Regions from separate parts of the Mus musculus genome. Here region 2 is linked to region 1. The links are chromatin contacts, called in public Hi-C maps. All regions are on one chromosome and are shown on one strand. Each heading gives the region's core, a stretch centred on a gene start, on an enhancer-like site or on the middle of the called end of the contact. The rest is flanking DNA. Distances are from core to core; before and after follow the strand shown. Region 1 has its middle 95 kb from the start of Tmprss15. Region 2 has its middle 280 kb from the start of 1700066C05Rik.

The links. A called contact is a pair of places that touch in the nucleus more often than the background predicts.
Region 2: a contact with region 1 is called in a Hi-C map of ventral hippocampal neurons, with 1.7 times the contacts expected there. The contact joins two enhancer-like sites. A contact is called at or near these places in 1 of 39 promoter capture datasets (hippocampal neurons) and 2 of 484 Hi-C or Micro-C datasets (cerebellar granule neurons and ventral hippocampal neurons).

The regions. Positions count from the first base shown.
Region 1 is chr16:79,184,227-79,188,320 of GRCm38.p6, forward strand. No RefSeq gene overlaps it. Among named protein-coding and RNA genes, the nearest start is that of Tmprss15, 95 kb to the left of the region's middle. Within about 2 kb of position 2,440, at least 14 of the 459 cell types and tissues checked have an H3K27ac peak or open chromatin away from gene starts, as enhancers often do. A contact at or near this core is called in ventral hippocampal neurons, where this site is marked.
Region 2 is chr16:79,716,219-79,720,312 of GRCm38.p6, forward strand. No RefSeq gene overlaps it. Among named protein-coding and RNA genes, the nearest start is that of 1700066C05Rik, 280 kb to the right of the region's middle. Within about 2 kb of position 2,188, at least 9 of the 459 cell types and tissues checked have an H3K27ac peak or open chromatin away from gene starts, as enhancers often do. A contact at or near this core is called in ventral hippocampal neurons, where this site is marked.

The sequences.
Region 1 (4,094 bases), core at 1,190-3,689:
TAAAAACAAAAACCCAAAAAACAAACAAACAAACAAAAAACCCAAAAAATAAAACTTTGTTTCTCTACGGTTCCAAACAGGAGCTCAATCTGGGGAGACAAGGAGCCCTCAAAGCATGAGATCCCTATGAATCACAACATAGGTATCCATGTTAGATACTGATAACCAATATCTTGGCTCTCAGGATGAAAGTCATAGATAGACTTCTCCTGAGCTGGGACAGTCAGACCTAAGAGCCATTTGTAATGCTGAACAAGGGCTCTGAAGGGGACGGTTCCCAATTGTGCTGCTTTTTCCTGTGTTTCTCCCACTGAAGGAGTTTGAGTGTCAGAGGATGTCAAACAATCCTAGGAACTCATCATTTGCAGTTGTCATGTTTTTCGGAGAAATGATTTAGAATGTTCTTCCAGAGAGCTGAGTATTTAGCTCGGGAGCTTTGAAGTTTGAGTTCACTTGGCTGCGTATGCATTAGACAAAGAACATTTCTGAGGGAAGCTTAATTAAATCCACTGTCACCAGGGGATGTTCGCATCAGTACTCCTCTTTCCCCGAGGTCCCCAAGTCATATTAGGACACCATGAAGCATCCCCAGTTAATGATACTTGCCTAGTGAATATTTTCTCACAGAACAAATAACTTGTAGGCAAATGACCTGTTGTCATGTTGATCATGCTGCTTTGGAGGAAAGTGTTTTTCCATAGTTAACTTGATTTTCAAGGTGACTGGAAATCTTTTCACTTAAAAATAGAGTTGGGTTGCATCTAGAAATAAATCTTGTCAATAGCAGCACGTTATTTGTTATGTATTTTTTTCTGTAGATTCCACATTTAAAGACGTGAATTTAGTCAAAAACAAAAACAAACAAACAAAAAAAAAGCACTTAAAGGTTAACAAGTCAATGCAGAAAGTACAAAAAGTTGTTCTTAACCATCACACGATGCCAGGATGTAGATAAACCATGTTTATGATCCAATAACTATCCATGGATATATGTTCGTGATAAATTCAGCTATACCTTTGGCAACGTTTCATTTGGATTCTCTTGTTTCACATCCTCCTGGCACATTTTTCTTTTAAATTAAAAAAATTCTATATCATAGTTCTCTAGAATATTGACCATCATCCATGATCAGTGTCTTGTCTTCTAATATATATGGCTACAGCATTGCAGCCATTACAAGATGGAAGGATGAATGCATTCACTGCACAATGCAGCAGATAGTTGCAGAATAACATAAGCAAATGATCTCTTCCCAGACACTGGGTGTTCATTTCATATTCTGGATAAAATGTGTTGATTTCTAGTTTAAAGACTTTGAAGTAATCATGTATCTGGGGCTGTCCCATGGAATGCTGTCAGTTTTTTTGATTCAATATCTGGTAACATTCCCATTTTGTGGTAGAGACTGCATCTAGTACTGAACATTCTGTACTAGTATTCTAATTAGCACAAATATTCTAAATTGTTCTAAATATTATAATTTCTGTGACTATTTTATAGTGGGAGTGTAGTTCTTTGTATACAATTATTTATAGGAATAAATTTAAAAAAAAATGAGCTTTAAGCTCCATGGACTAACATTCCAGTCAGATTATCTGAAGGTTATTATTGCTTTCCTTGTTAAGTCAAACTTACTACCTTTTAAATGTTTATCTTTAGTTTCAGAATAAGTATTCAAGAAGAACAGCAATTTTTTAGTAAACATTTCTATATGAGTCAGCATTTTAATTAGTCTTTGATTATTTTTCTGATATTTTATTATTTATAATACTATCTTTTGAGCTAATGAGTCTGTGCATATAAATAAGCTTATTAGAATATCCAGAAGCTCAATTCTGACTTTACAATATGAACAGAAACAGTGTATAATACTGGCTTTACTATGAAATACTACTATTTTCCTTCTTGAGAAAAGCCTCTCATTTCTACCACTTGCTGCATCTGCAAAGGCCATAAAACCCCAAGAAAAAAATACAAACACAAACACACACACACACGCGCATGTATAGTGATTTTTTAAAACATTGAAGTCATGCTGTTATTAGTAGTTTGCACCGTTTCCCTTATATTTGATAGGTTTACAAAGTAAGACACAATGATTTCAAGAGGAGTCTATATGTATTTATAAAAACTAAACAACATTGACAGCAGGTGAATATTTTTATGTCATTAATATATGAATGAATATGTGCTGTGATGGCTTTTAATGTGGTCATTTTTGATCAAGTGAAATTGTAATACATATTTCCAGAGTGTACCATTGAGCTGGTGTCCAAAGTCTGTAGCCTTATGTCATCCACCTTATGTCAAGAGTGGATGATAACAATGAGGATATCTGATTCCTGTTTTACAATTCAAACTGCATGATTCCAAGTACTCTACACAAAGCCATGCCTGTCACTGTGAAGAACTTCTCTACTGCTATTTTTAGCCTCGGTGCTCTGACTGCCAAAGTAATAGATTAGTACAGTACATATGATGACTCACACCAGTCATATCTTGGCAAGGACACAAATATTGCCAGCAGCAGCATTTATTTAGAAGACTTTTAGCATTAATATATCCTTTGTTTTATTTTAAGTGAAAAATTTGAAACCAGAAGGTTATTTTCACCTTTTCTCTAGCTTTATAATAGATCCAAGAATTTTATTTTTTTGAGATTGAGGGAAGAATTTTATCCCCTATTAATTTCTTATGTTTCTAATTATTCAGTTATTACAATTTCATCATGGTTTGCTCACTTTGTGATTTTCTTTATTGCCAGATTGTGAATCCAACTGTGCTTGTTCTTCTATGATATTAAGAATTCTCACTAGTTTTCTTTTGCTAAAACACAAGACCCGGTGCTGTGTAATTTATGAAGAGAAGATTCTTGCCTAGAGCATAGTTTTGGAGACTAAAGTATAAACATTCTAGCTCCCACTGAAGCCAGGTTCTCTTGAGTATGTTGTTTATAGACGTATGTTACCATGGTACCACGTGTATAATAGAAACACCACACAGAGAGACAGTAAGTAAGCATGCCTAGACGAGAATCTTCCTGTTTACAACAGCCTAAAGCCTCACATAAATTATGTAGTTTCATCGAGGATGTTTTTCTTTTCATAATATTTTTATTGTTTTGGAATCTCACATCATAAATCCTGATTATACTCACTTTCCAGTCCTCCCTCATCTGTGGGACCCTGCCCTCTCCTCAGATAATAATAAGGATTATAAAATAAACACGTTTAATTTGTGTTGCTCCTATACTCATAATGCCCTCAATGGCAAAAACACTTTGCCCTATGCCTCAAATTTTCAATGTGTCACTCTTAAATTTGGTTCATTATCAACCATCTTTGAAGACTGAAACATTACAGGAACATACTCAATATAAATACTGTAATATTTAACCCTAGGCTACCTTCGTTTATGTTTAATTCAAGATACAAACTATATTCATTCCATCTCTCATAGTCTCAAGTCTTATTCTGTCATCAGTGAAAAGTCCAAAATCACGTTCTCATCTGTGATTCAAGGCAAAGTCATTTTAACTAGGGACTGTAACAATGAGAAGGAATTAATAATGAAGAAGGTAAACTTACCTGTATTAAAAAAGTAATAGGGAAGTAGGAAGCAATAAATGACTCAAAAGAAAGACTAACCTAGCAGAGAAGGCATGAAGTATTAAAGCTCTACCAGGAATCATGTCGTAGCACACAATATAATCCAAGCACATGAGAAGTGATGGTAGGTAGATTACAAGTTCAGGACCAGCTTGGGCTATAATATGATATATACTGTATACTGGCACAACATATATATATATATATATATCATATTTTATGCATATATGAAGTATATATGATATATGTCTTGTTACAGTTATAAAGTTTTTTTACATATTTTAACACATATAGACAATCCAATTTTCATTAAAGTTTTATAACATTGAATTTTTATTGTCAGAACAAACTTCAGAGACTAAATATGTTATCTTACAAATGTTGGTTATCTCACATTTAAAAACCAACAACCCCACATTGACATGGTTTATGTTTTCAGTCTCGATGGGAAACCTCATGGTGAACAAGGTCATGACAGGAATCCA
Region 2 (4,094 bases), core at 938-3,437, 530 kb after region 1:
AAAATCAAATAATACCCACTGTTTCATTTCAAATAACACCACAAATTCACACAAATAAGACATCACATATAACATAACTACAGATTTTAAAAATTAAGAAATACACCACTACAGTGTGTCCAGTTTATTTTGACAAGAGTTTTATGAAAATTTAATGAACTAATAATCATTCCAAAATTATCCATTTCAACAACTATATTTTAAGCAATGTGAATGGGCCCCCTTCCACAAAATTACTGTTTTATTTCAGAAATTGAAGTTGACTGAACATAACATTAAAAAGTGGAAACATTTATAAATAGTAATAGCTAAGTCAAATATGAAATTTTATTTGCCTTTGACATGTTTTATTCTTTCAGCATGCATAGATTTTACTGAGCACCAGTAATGAGATGTTCTCCTGAATTTTGACCTCTTTCTTCTGTAGATTTGGGGCCTGTTGGAATCACTGTGCCAGAGTCTTCATGCTGTCACTATGTTAGACATAATCCATTGTTGTTGTGTTGTAAGAAAGCACTCTATAGAAGATTGAGCTTGTCTTTTAATTTCATGGAGTCTATGGTTTTTTTGCACTGTTATTGCCATATTTATTTTTATGTGTCTTGAGTGTTGCTTTTCTGTACAGCAGAATATCCAGACACCCCCTTGCATGGTGGAAACATGCCCTCCCAGGGAATAGGATAGCTCATTGTTTTCCTGCCTTATCTTTTTGCCTTATTAGATATTCTGCAAATAATATATTTACATCAGGATTTATACTAGTACCAAAATAAAAGTTATGAAGTAAAAAGTGAAGAACTTTGTGGCCAAGGGTCACTACTTGAGAAACTGCACCAAAGAATTGTAAGATTAGGAAGGTTGAGAGCTCAACGCTCTTCTCCTCCACTGACCAGCACTATTAAGAGAACGCTGACATTTTAAAAATATTATTATTTTATTTACATCCTTATCACCTTACTTGTTGTGGGTTTCTAGAGAGAAAGATAGTAAAATATTGATCCTACCCACAAAGCTGCAGAGTCCATTAGTCATTCTTATGCAGGCCCCACTCTGAATCCAACAGCACACTCCAGGTATCTTCTGTCTCTTTAATATGTTTCGGCTCTGTTTTGGCTATGGCAGTCATTTGTTAGCATACAGATCTCAACTTGACTTCTTGATATTCCTGTGAATCTCAGATTCTAGGGTAGCAGTTTGGCCAGAAATATTTGGTTTCTTTTATGCCAAGCTATATTCTCACGATTCAGTTTATAAAACTACTTTTTCTTGTAAGACAAAAGTGATAACATGTAATACTTTCAGTATTGCAGTTAAAGTGAGAAGCTCTTTAATAAACACTTACCTACTCTGGGAATTTCCATGTGTTTCTGGTCACAGTGATTTTTGTCCAATAATTGATATTTTTTTTTCCTACTTGCAACGTAGGAGTTGTTGAAGAAAATGTAGCATGATTTCAATCTTCTAAATCTTGTTCTTGACTTTATGGTTTACAGTAGTAAACTACCACAATTCCCATCTCCTAAGAGTTTGCTTAGTTTACATGGATCAGAAATCTTTAATTAGCAAACCTTACCATCTAAGGTTCTTCATTGTTCTATCAAGTGTGAAATTATACTTTTGTTATAATTTACTGGGCTAATAGGGTATCTGCTTTGGCCACTGTGTCTATTAAACAGTAACATGCGTAATATTCAACTATAATAAAATGAATAACCACCATGGACAATAATATTATATCAAAACTTGCTTAAATATCTTTATTAAATTATGAATATTTCCTATTTATTTTTACATAGAAAAGTACACTTTACTTTTAAAAGTGTCCAATTTAAAAGTTTCCTGGTTTTTCTAATGACAAAGAATGCCATCTTCAAACTGTGATTTTTTTTTTTTTTGAGCAACAAGCCAGAATAAAGTCCAAGAAATATCTCATCCAATTCTCTCTATTTTTAATGCAGTTCTATTATAGACAGGACAAGGAGTCCTCAAAATAAAGTGAGCAGCACAGATTGACCATCTACCAATTTATAGACAGGTGCTCTTTCCTTATATCAGTTCTGCCTCTGAAATCTCTAAGTAATTTGCTAGTTGTAGACAGACAAATGGAGGCTTTCTACTGCTACTGTTCTTAGGCAGGGCAGACTCACCCAGTAATGTTATCAACAACATCCCCCACAGATATATTTATTACCACGATTCATTTTGCTCTGCATCAGCAGGTCCATCTGGCAGTAAAGGATTGACCAGGTGTTCTGGGGAAAGTTGGCACACAAATGCCTTGCATATTGTGACACTAACAGGAGGAAGAGATTTTTAAAATGAGAGGAAATTAAATTATTCTTGGTATTTGTGAGGTTACAAGACATTTTTAGATGGTAAAAATTATGGAACATCTTTTTGCCTTGTTTGTTGCTGATTTTTGGCTTGGTCTGAATTATCAGAATGAGGAATAAATATCCAAAGGTAATTGAGTGTGTACGCATCTGTGAAGTGAATAAACAAAACAGTGTATAAACCTCCTAAGAATTTTGCAGTGAAGCAAACCAAAAGACCAACCCCTTGAAACCATTTGCTAAATCAAAAATATTAACAAAGCCTCTGTCTTGATTTCTTTTGATTAGTTGGTATCTGACTCGGGTTTCTCAATCATATGCCAAGAGTAGAGTTTACAAATGGCTTTCCCATACTAAATTGAATTTTGTGGCCAGAATTATTTAATCCTTTTCCTAGGTGGAACAATTTCCTGTGTATTTTAGCTTATCAAAGCAATGAATATATTAGCAGACCAGATCTCATTCTGGAGATGCACAACTTTCATTGAATAACAATTGCAGTACATATTCATGTAGGCTATCCACATTCCTTCCAAAGCTTTGGACAATGAAATGTTGTTTGTGTACTATGTCTGTACTCCTGTGCACAGTAATGAAAAGCCTCTAGTGCCAGTATCAGCAATAAGCAAGAGTACTAATTTCATCACATAAGAATCAATATCAGCTTTTCCCTAATTCAGCCACAGGGGTCACCAGCTTCTGTCCATTGGTTGAGTATAAATATCTCCATCTGATTTTCACCTGATTGTTGGACCTTTCTGAAGGCAGTCATGATAGGCCCCTGTTTATAAGCACACCATAGGTTCAGTAATAGTGTCAGGCGTTGGGGCCTCTTCCTGAGCTGGATCTCAATTTGGGCCTGTGGCTGGACCTCCTTTTCCTCAGGGTCTTCTCCATTTTTGTTCCTGCAGTTCTTATAAACAGGAACAATTCTGGGTTGGGTTTTTGACTGTGGAATGGCAACCCCATCCCTTCATTTGATGCCCTGTCTTTCTACTGGAAGTGGACTCTCCACTGTAGGGTTTTCATCTAAGGTCTATCTCTTTGGGTTCTGAGAGTCTCTCACTCCCAGGTCTCTGGTACATTCTAGAGTGCCCCCCGCCCCCACCTCCCACCTCTCAGGGTTGCCTGTTTCCAATTTTTCTGCTGGCCCTCAGGGCTGGAAGAAGCTCATGGGAAGGCCTATAGGAAGACCAGCAGTCTCAACTAACCTGAATCGCCAGGATCTCTCAGACATTGAGCCACCAACCAGGCACATACACTAGCTGATATTAGACCCCTAACACATATACTGCAGAGGACTGCAGGGTCTGGCCTTAGTGAGATGAACCTAACACTCAAGAGATTAGAGGCTCTAGGGAATGGGGATATCTGGTGGGACAGGGGGGATTGGGGACATCCTCTTGGAGACAGGGGGTTGGGCAGAAGGGGTGAGGTATAGAATGAAGAACAGGTGGAGGGTAGACCAGGAGGGGGATCAAATTTGGACTGTAAAAGAAAAGATTAAAGAATAAAAAAAGAAATGGAATCAATATAAGACTAAGAATCTAAAATGTCTGGAACATGTATCCAACTATATCTAATCTATCTATCTATCTATCTATCTATCTATCTATCTATCTCTCTCTCTCTCTGTATATATATATTGACACATCAATCTTGATTAATTTTAATTAGTTTTAATTAATTTTAGTTAATATGTGGAAAGTAGTACTAGGAATTTAAAGACATGGTAATGATTGTTTAATATTTATGAATATT